Linked DNA regions of Oryctolagus cuniculus: region 1 is linked to region 2. The links are chromatin contacts, called in public Micro-C maps. All regions are on one chromosome and are shown on one strand. Each heading gives the region's core, a stretch centred on a gene start, on an enhancer-like site or on the middle of the called end of the contact. The rest is flanking DNA. Distances are from core to core; before and after follow the strand shown. Region 1 overlaps CNNM2 (cyclin and CBS domain divalent metal cation transport mediator 2). Region 2 overlaps NT5C2 (5'-nucleotidase, cytosolic II).

Region 1 (7,081 bases), core at 86-2,585, 160 kb after region 2:
TCGTCGGTCGGCCCGACTAAGGCAGCATGGCATGGGGAGGGTGGGCCTGGAGCACAGCACCCAAAGGCAGCCCTCCCTGGTCTCCTCCTGCCTGAAGCTCCCTGTGCCGGGCTAGGGTGCTCTGCCTGGGGTCACCCCTGCGGAACAGTGTTGGACCCTTGGTTGCCAGAGACCTCGACCCTGGGCCCGGCACGGCAAGGACAGCACTGATTCCTGGTTGGCCGTCAGAAGGTGCCAGAGGCGGCGGAGGTCACCCGCCAGGGCCCGCTCCAACAGCCTGAGGACAGCTCGCGGGCCCTGCTGAGCTCAAATTCTCATTGCTCCATTTCCTAAGGAAAACGCAGTTCTATTTGTAGCTCCCCATCTCCACTGGTCCTGCCTGGTACTGGGGGGCGGGCAGCAAGGCAGTGACTGTCCGCATCAACATCTGCACCAAAGTTCCTTGAAATAACACCGGGAACGGGAAACAGGTGCTGCTCCCTCCCCGCGGGCGGGGGGAACACCTGGACAGGGCCCCTCTCACATTCCCACTGAGCAAGACCATTAAGCGCCCCAATGTCACACACACAAACCTTAAGCTGTTGTCTTCCCCAGAGTTTAACAAACGATCCTGGACCTGGTTCGGGACGGAAGGGCACTTGCCGACAGGAGGGGCAAGCCCCTGATTGGAAAAAAGACGCAAGAGGCGAACAGCGTCTCGGGAACACCTGGAACTAGGACCCCAGGTCCCAGGGAGCCTCCAGGACGCCCGAGTGGCTGTGCAGGAGAGGCGGCCCCGCCCGTGCCCACAGAGGCCACCGCAGAAGAGAGGCCACCAGGACCTGGGCCTAGGCGGCAGCTCCCCGCTCAGCCTCGCAGACACCAAGGGCCCAGGCCCCCACGCCGCTCCTCCCCGCTCAAGCACTCTGGAGGTTTCCAGAGAGGGCATGGGGCCTGGCCCTCCCCCCACCCGGAGCAGACGCCGGCCTTGGAAAGGCCACCTGCCGCCGCTGGGCTCCTCTGAGAGGCGGCTTTGCGGGGCAGAGGGAGAAAGGTGCCGTCTCCCGCCAGCAGAGGGCGTCAGCGGGTACCCTGCGCGGACTCCTCCTCCCCGGGGATTACAAAGGCGCCCCAGTGCGTGGACTGATTCCAGAGGCTCCTTCCGCTAGGGGAGCGCATAGAGAGGCGGCCGGGAGAGGCCGTGAGGACAGCTCCTGGGGGCCGGGGACCTGGCTGCCCAGCACGGCGGCGGGGAACGAGGCGGGGGCGGGCAGGTGTTAGGGGCGAGACCGCCCGTGGCACCCTCCTCACACTGGCCTGCGCTCAGCCAGAGGCGTGTTAGGAAGTGACCGCTTCACTTGCCCGGGGAGCCTCACAGCGGGGGTCCCGCAGGTCACCGAGAGAGGCTGGTCCTTCCCTAAGGGCCTGGCGCCTCCCAGAGCGATACTGCACCTCGGACCAAGGGGCCCGGGAGGCCGCCGTCTGCCAGCTGGGGCCGGGGAGGCGGCGCGCACACCCAGCACCGCTAAGGCTCCGGTTCCCACGCACAACGAGCCCGGGCGCGCCCACAGCGCACTTTTGGTTTCTCAGCTCCTGTCTGGGGCCGAACCAGCCCTGCTGGCCACACAGGCAGCCTCTCTGGCTGTAACCGAGGAGGCGGGCACGCAGGCCTGGGCCCAGGGGCACCGGAGAGAGGACCGCTGAGGAAGGCAGGCTGGCAAGCCCCAGGTCCAGCAGCGCCCCTGGGCGCAGGGCGGAGCTTCTCCGGACCCGCCCGCCCCGCGAAACCCTGGGGAGGTTTGCGTTTGGCATCTGTGTAGCAGCGTCCTGGGTTGCCCCGGGGGAGGGCGGAATGCGGGGATGAAGTCAAGCGGCCCCTTGCCAATGATAAACCCTGGGTTTAAGATTCATTAGCATTCATTTCGGTGGAAAAAATTCCTTAGGGTGGGAGGAGCAAAGCCACATCCCGCAGGCCAACGCTGCGCCCTGTGCGGGAAAGGGGAGCGCCCCGCGTCCAGCTCAGAACCACGCGGGCTCTGAGCGCAGCAGGGCCCTGCCGGACCACACCCCACAGTGACCAGAGACTGGCAGCGTCTGCAGTGACAGGTTTGCTTCATTGGGCCATCAAGTTCGACAGCGACACCCGCTGGGGCACAGAGGAAGAGGAGGGCCGGGCCGGCCAGTCCGCGCTCTCAGGGTCCCGTCAGGGCTCACAGCAGAGTTCCGACAGAACAACTCAAAACGCTGCAAAAGACACTTTAAAAAAAACATGATCTCTTGAAAAAATAAATCGCAACCATTTTCAACTTCATGCAACTCGAGGGAGGAGGACAGTGAATAATGGTAAAAGGTACAGCTGAAAAAATAAACGTGATTCTATCCGGGCAGCAGTTCCTCCGCAGCCCCGTGGCCGCCGCGCCCCGGCTGCGGCTCTCGCGTCTCGGCCGTCCATCCCTCCCCTGGCCGTCGGCCTCCTCCTCCGCTTCCGGCGAGGGGACGAAGTCTTTGGTCTCGGAATGGCGCGGGCTGCAGCGCGGCACACAGGTTCCCACTGACCAAGTCACGGGCAGGCCGGGCCGGCCCCGCCGCTAGATGGCGCCCTCGCCGTGCAGGCTGTGGTTGGCCTTGCTGTGCGCCACACAGTTCTGCTCGGTGAGCAGGTTGGCCGTCTCGTCGGGCAACCCGTCATGCAGCTCGGTAAGAGTCAATTCAACCTTAGTGTTCTCACTGTCCGAGGACTGAGGGGTTCTGTCCATGCGGGAAGCCATCAGGGCGTTTTGGTATTGCTGTCTGGAGATCTGGGGCCGGAACACAGCACAGAAAACAAACCGAGAGGCGCTTAGTTTAGGGTCCCTGTCTCCGCGGAGCCACACATTCACTCCCCGAGTCGCCCGCGGCCGCTTCTCGGGAGGAAGCCATCCTGGAGGACACACGGAGCCGCCTCTGAAGTCCAAGTTGACTCTGGCGAACAAAGTCGCGTCTTCCTTTTGGCACCCATTTCCCACTGTGTCTCAGAAGCTCAGAGACCAGAAAATGGAGATGGGTTCCACCAGCTAAAGCCGGCTTGTTTCCCAACTCGACGGAGGAGAGGGGCGCCTCCCACCCCGGTCCTGCCAGGGCACCATGAGCTCGAGACCTGAGGAGCCTTGGTCTTCCTCCCCGTCCCCGCCCCTTCCCTGCAGGTGCCACGTGTGGTTTGGACGTTCATCCGGGAAAGCCAAGGAGATGCGTGTTTCTCCCAGCCTCGCGGCACCCCCAAAGTAATCACGGGAGAGCTCCGTGCAGCGGCCGGGGCGCCACACACCCACCTCGCTGTGGGCAGGGCGGCCCCTGCGGGCCCAGCCTCCTCCCTCACCTTGACAAACTGCAGGTCAGAAAGGGCTCGCACGGAGTAGTCGGGGACGTAGACTTGCAGGAACGAGGAGCCCAGCTGGTTATTGCCACTCCCCAGCGTCGGGGTCACCGCCTCCATCCGGTCACTGCGGCTGAGCGAGTCCGAGTGATTCAGGCCACACGGGCGGGGAGGTGACTTGTTTTCACCTAGACCAGAGGGGAAGAACCACCTGTTAGCCGAAGCAGACATCGTCGACAGAGTCAGCTCTTCGTATTTTTCAAGCAAGAGCTTCCACGCAAGCCCAGTCCTCGCGCCCCCGCTCAGCGCCAGGGGACGCCCACTTCCGGTGCGAGGCCGCCCACGAAGCCGAGGCCAGCGCGAGGCCGAGCCGGAGCAGCTCTGCGTGCCCGCCGTGGGCCAGGAGGCGGCCGGGCTTCCCCGCCCTGCTAGAAGCAAAGGCTCCCGGGGCCACTCGCCAGGCAGTGCGCGCTTCCACGGGGCTGGGACACTGCTGCCTGCTCACGCCACACCCCCAGCCAAACCAAACTTCTTACGTCTCTGATCCCAGTCAGATCCCCCAGACAGCGCAAGGATGTCTCAGGAATTCACAAACACTAGGAGGTGTCAAAAGACCTTGAAAAGTTGAAGTTATCCCGGGTGCTAACGGATTCTTTCATCAGATTTTGCACTCTTATTAAAATTGAGTGAACAAAAATTCAAACACATTAGTCTTGCTCGGGAGGAGTACTGCTGTAGCTGCTAACCTAAGTTCCATTAAAAATAAACCCACTCCCTTCCCAAGGGGGCTTCCACGTTTGCTTTTCTCATCAACTAGATGGTGCGCCCGTTACTAGGGGCAGCCACACTGCACAGGCTCAGGGCTGTGGCAGGCCCCGGGACAGCTCCTCTCTGCAGGGCAGCCCTGGTAGAAGCTCCCCCAGAGGTGGTCCTCTCTCACTCACCTTGAGAAAGGGTGCTGCCATGGCCAAGGCTGCCCTAACTTCAAGCGACAGGCCAGGCTTTAAGGCACTCTTGTTCCTTTGCTATCTGAAGTAGCCCTTTCTAGAAAGAATGGAGTTCAGCTCTCCCCAAGTCTCTCATTCTGAAGGCTGCTCGAGGTTCCACCTGACCTTGTAACTCTGTTTGCTGAGAGGACATTTAGAATAAAACATAAGCACTCTGGGGCCAGCGCTGTGGCACAGCAGGTTAAAGCCCTGGCCTGAAGCGCTGGCATCCCATATGGGCGCCAGTTCCATTCCCAGCTGTTCCTCTTCTGATACGGCTCGCTGCTGTGGCCTGGGAAAGCAGAAGATGGCCCAAGTCCTTGGGCCTCTGCAACCACGTGGGAGACCCGGAAGAAGCTCCTGGCTTTGGATCGGCGCAGCTCCAGCCGTTGCAGCCATCTAGGGAGTGAACCAGCGGTTGGAAGACCTTTCTCTCTGTCTCTACCTCTCTAACTCTTTCAAATAAATAAAATAAATGCTTAAAAAAAAATAAGCACTCTAGGACTCTCAGATGATGAGTTCACTTTCTCCTGAAATTTTCATGCTATAATTTTCATGTCTATAATTATCATGTCACAAATTTTCCATTGTTAAATCAATATTAAGGGAGTGGACACTTGGCCTTGCGGTTAAGATGCCAGCATCCAATGTCTGAGTACCTGGGTCTGAGTCTCAGCTCTGGTTCCTGACTCCAGCTTCCTGCTAAGACAGAGGTGATGGCTTACGTTCTTGGGGTCCTACCACCCACGTGACAGACCTGCATCGAGTTCCCGGCCCCGGCATCTGGGGAGTAAAGCCGGTAGACAGGAGTTTTCTCTTCTCTTTCTGCTTCTCAATTAAATAAGATAATAAAACTCAGCAATAGCTCTTCCTTTTGCTTCCACTTACCTTCTAAGAGAACAAGGCAAATTATAACTTATGAATGTCTTATATCTAGCAGAATGGAACTATTAAGAGGATCTGATCCTCCACCTTGCGGCGCCGGCACACCGGGTTCTAGTCCGGGTTGGGGTACCGGATTCTGTCCCGGTTGCCCCTCTTCCAGGCCAGCTCTCTGCTATGGCCAGGGAGTGCAGTAGAGGATGGCCCAAGTGCTTGGGCCCTGCACCCCATGGGAGACCAGGATAAGTACCTGGCTCCTGCCATCGGATCAGCGCGGTGCGCCGGCCGCAGCGGCCATTGGAGGGTGAACCAACGGCAAAGGAAGACCTTTCTCTCTGTCTCTCTCTCTCTCACTGTCCACTCTGCCTGTCAAAAAAAAAAAAAAGAGGATCTGAACTGTAAGCTCTAGATTGCTCATCTGTAAAATGTGGTAACAGGCCCCGCCTCAGGAGGTCTGGTGAGGGTTAAAAACAAGGTCACGTAAAGCGCTTGGCACACACCTGACACCTGTAAGCGCCCGATAAATGCGCCTCGTTAACATTTCATGTTCTTTCCTCTTCGTTTCCTCCCAGACCTCACTGCCGTGTGCCTACCTTCGTGACGAAGGCTTTCCAACAAGGGATCCCACCACACCCCCAGGCTTCAGTCCCAAATCCCACCACTGTTTCCACAGACGCCTCTCACAGCGCCCACTTTCAGGCACTGATATCTGAAGTTTAGCAAGACCAAGCCCCGAAAGGCACCTTCCTTGCTGACCAGACCCAAGCGCTGGCAGGAGACCCCGAGGCCTCCAGCTCCTTGCTACTTTGTCCTGACGGAGAGGGAGCACAGCACCATTTGGTCCGTGCTGTGTCTGGACTCACAGTCAGCTTCCTCCCAACCCACTGCTTTGCTGTTGTTTCCTTTAATTAATTAATTCAGCCTGAGTTCCCTCCTGCTGGCCTCCCCAGAGCCTGCCATGGGCAGGGCCGGGTCTCGGGCTACAGCTGGAGCAAGGAGCCACGCGCTCAACCCAGGTCTCGACGCGGATGGCAGGGACCCGACTGCTCGAGTCACCACGGCTGCCTGCAGAGTCTGTGTCAGGAAGCTGGAATTGGGGGTAAGGCAGGAACCAAACACAGGCGATGTGGGGACACAGAGGTCCTGAGCAGTGAGCCAAATGCCTGCTCCTGCCCTCTGGTGTTTAACTTTCATTTACTGATTTTCATTTTATCTGGAAGGCGGGGGGAGGGGGTGGGGAATGAATTTTCCACCTGCTGGTTTACTCCCCAAATGCCTGCAACAGCCAGGGCCGGACCAGGCCAAAGTCAGAAACCCGTAACTCTATTCAGGATCTCCCATTTGGGTGGCAGGGACCCAGCTACTTGGGCCATAAGCTGTGACGGGAAGCTGGATCAGCAGCAGAGGAGCCGAGACGCAAACTGGGCATTCCAACATGAGACACGAGTGTCCAGATTGTTTCTGTGGACTTGCCCTCTCTCTGCCCTCACAGTCACGGCCACAAGAAAGAGGCCGGCTTCCAGGAGCACTGGTGCAGCTCCACAGGCACCCGGCAGGGTCAGCAGGTGCACAACCCTTGGTTTCAATTCACTATTGAGAGCCTCAAATGGAGTCCCAGCAATAATTAAAATAATAATCTGCAGGTCCACAGACGATCGGCGGCTTTGGGGGCCAGTGACGCTCTGCATTTTAGCAAGGCGGCCCCGGCCGTGTTTCCGCGTCATGCCCCCCAGCGGGGGGTCCAGGCGGGCGAGATGGGCGAGGAGGAACGTGCAGCATGAAGACAGGGTGGCTGCTCCGCAGCTGCAGGCATGTTTCGCTGCACACATGTGTACGAAGTTTCATGACAATGATTACAGGAAAAACTTCCATTTGGATTCCT
Region 2 (6,317 bases), core at 3,029-5,528:
GAGCTGGCCTGGAAGAGGGGCAACCGGGACAGAATCCGGCACCCCCACCGGGACTAGAACCTGGTGTGCCGGTGCTGCAAGGCAGAGGATTAGCCTAGTGAGCCGCGGCGCCGGTCAAAGCTTCATCTTTGTGATGGCTTTGATGTAGATAGATAGATAGGCAGACAGACAGACAGACAGATAGATTTTTATTTCTTATGTATTTGAAAGGCAGAGTGACATAGAGATCTTCCATCCACTGGTTCACTCCCTAAATGCTCACAACAGTCAGAGTTGGGCCAGGTCAAAGCCAGGAGCCCAGAACTCAAGCAAGGTCTCCCACATGGGTGGCAGGGACCTAAGTGCTTGAGCCATCACCTGCTGTCTCCGAGGATGCATAGTAACAAGAAGCTGGAGTTGGAAAGGAGCAGGGACTCATATCCAGGCATCCAGTATGGGATTCAGGTATCCTATTGCTGTCCCAACACCCTTCCATTTACCCTTTAACCTTTCTGAGTTTCAGTTTTTGACAGCTATAAACTGAGACAATATCTAATCTGTAGGATCATGGTGAGGACGAATTGAGGGCGTGTATCAAGTAGATTCTCAGTGCCAGTGCCTGGCACATATTGGACATCCACGCACGTGAGGCATTCAGCTGGTCTGCTCAGTCGCTTGGGTTCTTGCTCTGGAGATTGTGGGAAACATTAAGAAAAACCAAGCAGTTCTATCAGAGAGCTGCAGTACCAGCATGTAATCAGGTACAGGCTGTGAGTTCTGTCCAGGTAAGAACAGGGGTGTGTCAGGGATGCTTCCTGGAGGAGGTGGGATTTGAGCCGATAGTAAGGAGATTTGGAGTTTTCGAAATTGGAACAGAAGGAGCAAGGGAAGTAAGAGGAAAAGTTAAGGGCCTGCACTGTGGCATAGTAGGTAAAGCCGCTGCATGCAGTGCCAGCATCCCATATGGGCGCCAGTTTGAGTTCGGCTGCTCCACTTCCGATCCAGCTCTCAGCTAGGGCCTGGGAAAGCAGTAGAAGATGGCCCAGGTCCTTGGGCCCCTGCACCCATGTGGGAGACCTGGAAGAAACTCTTGGCTCCTGGCTTCAGAGCAGACCAACTCCAACCATCAAGGCCATTTGGGGAGTGAACCAGTGGATGGAAGACTCTCTCTTTCTCTGCCTCTGTCTCTGCCTCTCTGTAACTCTGCCCTTCAAATACATAAATAAATCTTAAGAAAAAAAAAAAAAAAAGGAAAAATTAAGAGCCTAGAGAGGAGACTGAGTTTCCAGGTTTCCATCCTGACACTTGGGAGCATCCAGGAAGCCAGAGCTGCTGCGCACTTTGTGACCACCGCCAGGGGGCAGTGTGGCCCAACTGCTTCTGGCTTAAGCAGTTCATTGAGAATTCAGTTTCTCAGTTTCCTAGTTGGTGCCCAGGGCTGGACTAAGACCTTGAAAATGACTACCAGAAGCATGCCCACCCAGCAATCTGATGTTTTGGGAGTATTATGATGGCAGTTGCAAAATATTTGTCCCTCAGTGATCTCATTCAGTTCTCAAAGCATGTGTTAATACCATCGGCCTGGAGTGGAGAGGTTTTAAGTGAATTAATCAAGCTCCTATAGACTTTTGGGGGCAGGCGTTTGTCTCAGCAGTGGAAGATGTCCCAATGTTTGGGCCCCTGCCCCTGTGTGGGAAATCTGGAAGAAGCTCCTGGCTCCTAGCTTTGGATTGGCTCAGCCATTTGGGGAGTGAACCAGCGGATGGAAGACCTCTTTCTCTGCCTCTGCTTCTCTATAACTCTGCCCTTCAAATAAATAAATAAATCTTTTATTTATTTTTTTAAAGATTTATTTATTTATTCGAAAGTCATAGTCACAGAAAGAGAGAGAGAGAGGTCTTCAATCCAATGGTTCACTCCAAAACTGGCCACAACAGTCAGAGCTGCACTAATCCGGAGCCAGGAGCCAGGAGCTTCCTCCGGGTCTCCCACACAGGTGCAGGGACCCAAAGACTTGGGCCATCTTCTACTGCTTTCCCAGGCCATAGCAGAGAGCTGGATCAGAAGCGGAGCAACCAGATCTCGAACCAGCGCCTACATGGGATGCCGGCACTTCAGGCCAAGGCATCAACCCGCTGCACCACAGCGCCAGCCTCAATAAATAAATCTTTTTAAAAAATCCTGCTAATGTGCTAGGGAGACAGCAGACAATGATCCAAATAACTGGGTTCCTCCCACCGTTGTGGGAGAACCAGATGGAGTTCCTGGATCTCAGCTTTGGCCTGGCCCAGCCCAGCCCAGCCTGAGCTGTTGCTGACATTTGACATTTGAAGGAGTGAACCAAGCCTATGGAAGAGCTCTTTCTGTCTTTCAAATCAAATACATCTTTCAAAAATAGTGGTTAAGGGGCCGGCACTGTGGCGCAGAGGGTTAATACCCTGGCCTGAAGCACCGGCATCCCATGTGGGTGCCGGTTCGAGACCCAGCTGCGCCACTTCCAATCCGCTCTCTGCTATGGCCTGGGAAAGCAGTGGAAGATGGCCCAAGTCCTTGGACCCTGCACCCATGTGGGAGACCTGGAGGAAGCTCCCAGCTCCTGGCTTCAGATCGGTGCAGCTCCGGCCGTTGTGGCCAACTGGAGAGTGAACCAGTGGATGGCAGACCTCTCTCTGCCTTTCCTTTCTCTGTGTAACTCTGACTTTCAAATAAATAAATGAATCTTTAAAAAAATAGTGGTTAAAATATTAATTTTACATAGTGTGTTACCACAATTTTTAATTTTTTAAAAGAATTTATTTTACTTGGAAGGCAGAGACACTGAGCGAGGGAGACAGACAGACAGAGGTCAGCCTTGGCATCAAGTACTTCAGCCGTCACCTGCTGCCTTCCCTTGGTGTGCATTAGCAAGAAGCTGTATCTAGGCACTCTGATACGGGATACCAGCATCCCAAGTGGCATCCGAACCACTGTGCCAAATGCCCTTCCCAGTATTACCTCAATTTTTTTTAAATGACAACTACTATGTAACATTTAAGAACAATACTTAATGTTAGTAGTGGCCTTTTCCAAGTACTTACAGACCTATTATGCATTTAATTCTTTTTCTTTTTTTATTTGACAGATAGAGTTAGTGAGAGAGAGAGACAGAGAGAAAGGTCATCCTTCTGTTGGTTCACCCCCCAAATGGTCACCACGGCCAGCACTGTGCCCATCCGAAGCCAGGAGCCAGGTGCTTCCTCCTAGTCTCCCTTGCAGGTGCAGGGGCTCAAGCACTTGGGCCATCCTCCACTGCCTTCCCGGGCCACAGCAGAGAGCTGGACTGGAAGAGGAGCAACCAGAGCTAGAACCCAGCGCCCGTGCGTTTAATTCTTACAACTTCCAATTGAAGTAGGTTCCGTATTATTCCCATTCAGCAAGTAATTCCTTCACTTGGTCAGTGCCTACCCCATCCCCCACCCCCAACCCCAGGGAGGGCTGGCAGCCGCGCAGCAGGGGCCTGGCTAGCTGGCACGTGGAGTGTGACCACGAGGGAAGCCCAAGTGCTTCAAGCTGACTGACCCGGAGCGTGACCAGCTGCACTTTCTTGGGCGTGTTACTTAATCTCTCCCAGCCTCCATTTTTTTTTTTTTATTTGTGGAATAAAGATAATAATAGTTCTTACTTCATGGGGTTGTTGTGATGAGTGAATGAGATAATTATAAATGTAAAATGCTCAGCACAGCACAGTGCCTGGCCCATGGTCATGGCTGCTGTTATTCCTGCACACGGTAGGGTGCTCAGGACACAGCCCTGGCCCTCCTGTACGAAGCCCTGGCCAGCTGGGCCCATGGGAGAGGAGGCTCTTGGAATCCAGCTCCATCGTTTCAGAGGAGGAAGCCAAAGCCCAAGAAAGGGAACAGTTCTCCGCACAGTCACCTCCTCCTGTCAGTCAACCAGGCTGTGATCCTGAGAGGCCTGTGTGGCTGGTGAGAGTCCCCCTCCCCCGCCAGGAGGGAGTCAGGCCAGCTCCGGGGCCCTCCCCAGGAGGACAGGCCGTCACCTGTCCACCGCAGCCTGGGCGCCGCCCACCTCCGCCCTCTTCCTGTAGGAGTGGCCCAGAGAACCTGGGAGACCAGCACTCTGTTTGGCCTCTGGCCTCTGGGGCGGGGGTGAAGGGAGGGCGGGGAGACGAAGGGTCCCGGGCACCTTGCCATTGCTGTGCCTTTGGTTAATATTTATTCTTTCTCCTTCCTCGGCCTGGAAACCACAGGAAAGCCAGCAGCGGCTTGTGAAACAGAGCCCTGGGGGCCGTGGCGAGCTGGTTCCTGTGGGATGACTCAGCAGTGTCCTGGGCCTGGATTTACGCAGTCCCTGGGGTGGGGTGTGGCTTCCATGGCTGTGATGAGGACCACACCATTCGTCTCTTGGGGGAATCTGTCTCCTGGGAGCCTGGGGGTGTCCTGGCAGCCCCCAGCTCATGAGCGGGCACCACTTGCAGGGCCCTTGCTGTGATCTCTTGGTATGAAGAGACCCCTGGTGTCTTGCCTGGAAGTGGAGACCCTCTCCCTCCCCAGGACCCCATCAGTACCGCCTCAGCCTGGACTTTCTGGGAAGGCGCTTGTAAACTGAGCCCTTGGTTCCTTAGCACAGAACAGCTCCCCGATCACAGCCCTATCCTTACTGCCAGCGAGCACCCTGTGCGCTTGCCCGGGCCTGGGGACCACCTTCCTCAGAATCAGTGAGGACAGGTTCCTGGACCACAGAACTACTGGATCAACAGCCGGCAGGACCTGGGCACCTGCACTGGGTGACGGCGTGGCTGATTGTTGTGCGACTGCAGAGGCTGCTCTGCCGAGGCAGGGCGTCCAGTTTCCCGACCACGACCGGGAGCTACGTGCACCAGCCTGCCTTCCTTGGGTCCTTCCCAGCATTCCCTTCTGACACTTCCCAGAGGACACTTGTTTCTCGGGCCAGCTCCTCTGTGCCACTTCCCCTGCCCTGTCCAGCCAATCCCACTGTCTTGTGCTGGACTTGCTCATCTGACTCCTTCCCTTGTGAGCTGCACCGGATGGGTGTTTCATTCTTTCACACACACCCCAAAATACTTTGCAGGAAGAAGGATTTTATTTTTTAAAAAAGATTATTTATTGTATTTGAAAGGCAGAGTTACAGAGAGAGAGGCAGAGAGAGATCTTCCATCTGCTGGTTCACTTTCCAAGTGGCCATAATGGTGTATGGATACAGTGGCCCAACCACCTGGGCCATCTTCCTCTGCTTTCCTGGGGCATCAGGGAACTGGATCAGAAGTGGAAAAGCTGGGACCCAAACTGGTGCTCATATGGGATGCTGGCGCTCAGACAGTGGCTTAACTCGATATGCCACGGTGCTGGTCCCAGGAAGAAGGCATTTAATGTATGTTTGTTGAGTGAGTGAATGATTGGAGACAGGGTCCCAGTCTAAATCATACAAATAGATTAGACTCATTGTGTAGCTGACACATACATTTATCACACAGGCTCCAGCTTCACAGTCTGTGACTAGGTCTAATGCTTGGTCTTCTCTTTGGAAGCTCTGGGTCTATATTTTGGTAAGAGGTGTTTGGTTAGCTATGTGTTAAGACTTAGATATACTTAATTTATAATTTTTTTTATTTTTTTAAAGATTTGTTTATTTACTTGAAAGGCACAGTTACACAGAGGCAGAGAGAGAGAGAGAGAAAGAGAGCTGAGAACTCAATGCAGGTGGCTGGGATCCAACTCGTGGACAGCCATCACTTGCTGTCTCCTCGGGTGCACATGAGCAAGAAGCTGGAGTGGTGAGTGGAGCCAAGAGTTGAACCCAGGTACTCCCAAATGGAATGCATAGTCTTAACTGGCATCTCAACCACTTGGCCAAACGTCTGACCTTTGAAAGTCCCAGAATGTATCTGTGGTGGGAGGTCAAGGAGCGGCTTCCTTTTGATCTGTTTGAGGCTGGAACCTGCCTAACGTTCTCTGCACCCTAGACCTCTTCCTAAGGATTATCGGTTTTGGAATCTCTGACCTTCAAACTCCAGTGATGTAAATGCCACTTCAGCGAGGCACACCCTGGACCTTGTCATGGCTGCCGCAGCCCAGAAATGCCGGCACACCGGTCTCTGGCCAGAGCTTCCTTGCCTTCAGCTGGCTCACTTCCCCGACACCAGCTCACAGCTCTCTGATGTCATGGTTGCCCTGGATTCCTCTTCCAGACCCCAGCAGTCTTGCAAGTGCTCTTCAGAGCATGGCTTCCCAAGAAAGGAGGCCCTGCGTGCCACCCGTGACTCAGCCTGTTGTGGCCCTGCCCCTCCTGTGGCGCCTGCCCAGGCCTCCTTGCAGCAG

What was found. A called contact is a pair of places that touch in the nucleus more often than the background predicts.
Region 1: a contact with region 2 is called in a Micro-C map of ear pinna, with 14 times the contacts expected there. The contact joins two enhancer-like sites. A contact is called at or near these places in 4 of 6 Hi-C or Micro-C datasets (ear pinna, embryonic fibroblasts, psoas muscle and 1 more).

What each region holds. Positions count from the first base shown.
Region 1 is chr15:26,915,361-26,922,441 of mOryCun1.1, forward strand. It overlaps CNNM2 (cyclin and CBS domain divalent metal cation transport mediator 2), which reads right to left. Exons shown (of 8, transcript XM_008270433.4): 7 at 3,335-3,519; 8 at 1-2,777. The coding sequence ends at 2,568. Among named protein-coding and RNA genes, the nearest start is that of CNNM2, 170 kb to the right of the region's middle. Within about 2 kb of position 1,336, at least 5 of the 8 cell types and tissues checked have an H3K27ac peak or open chromatin away from gene starts, as enhancers often do. A contact at or near this core is called in ear pinna, where this site is marked.
Region 2 is chr15:26,755,418-26,761,734 of mOryCun1.1, forward strand. The region is part of intron 1 of NT5C2 (5'-nucleotidase, cytosolic II); the gene reads left to right. Among named protein-coding and RNA genes, the nearest start is that of INA, 28 kb to the left of the region's middle. Within about 2 kb of position 4,279, at least 2 of the 8 cell types and tissues checked have an H3K27ac peak or open chromatin away from gene starts, as enhancers often do. A contact at or near this core is called in ear pinna, where this site is marked.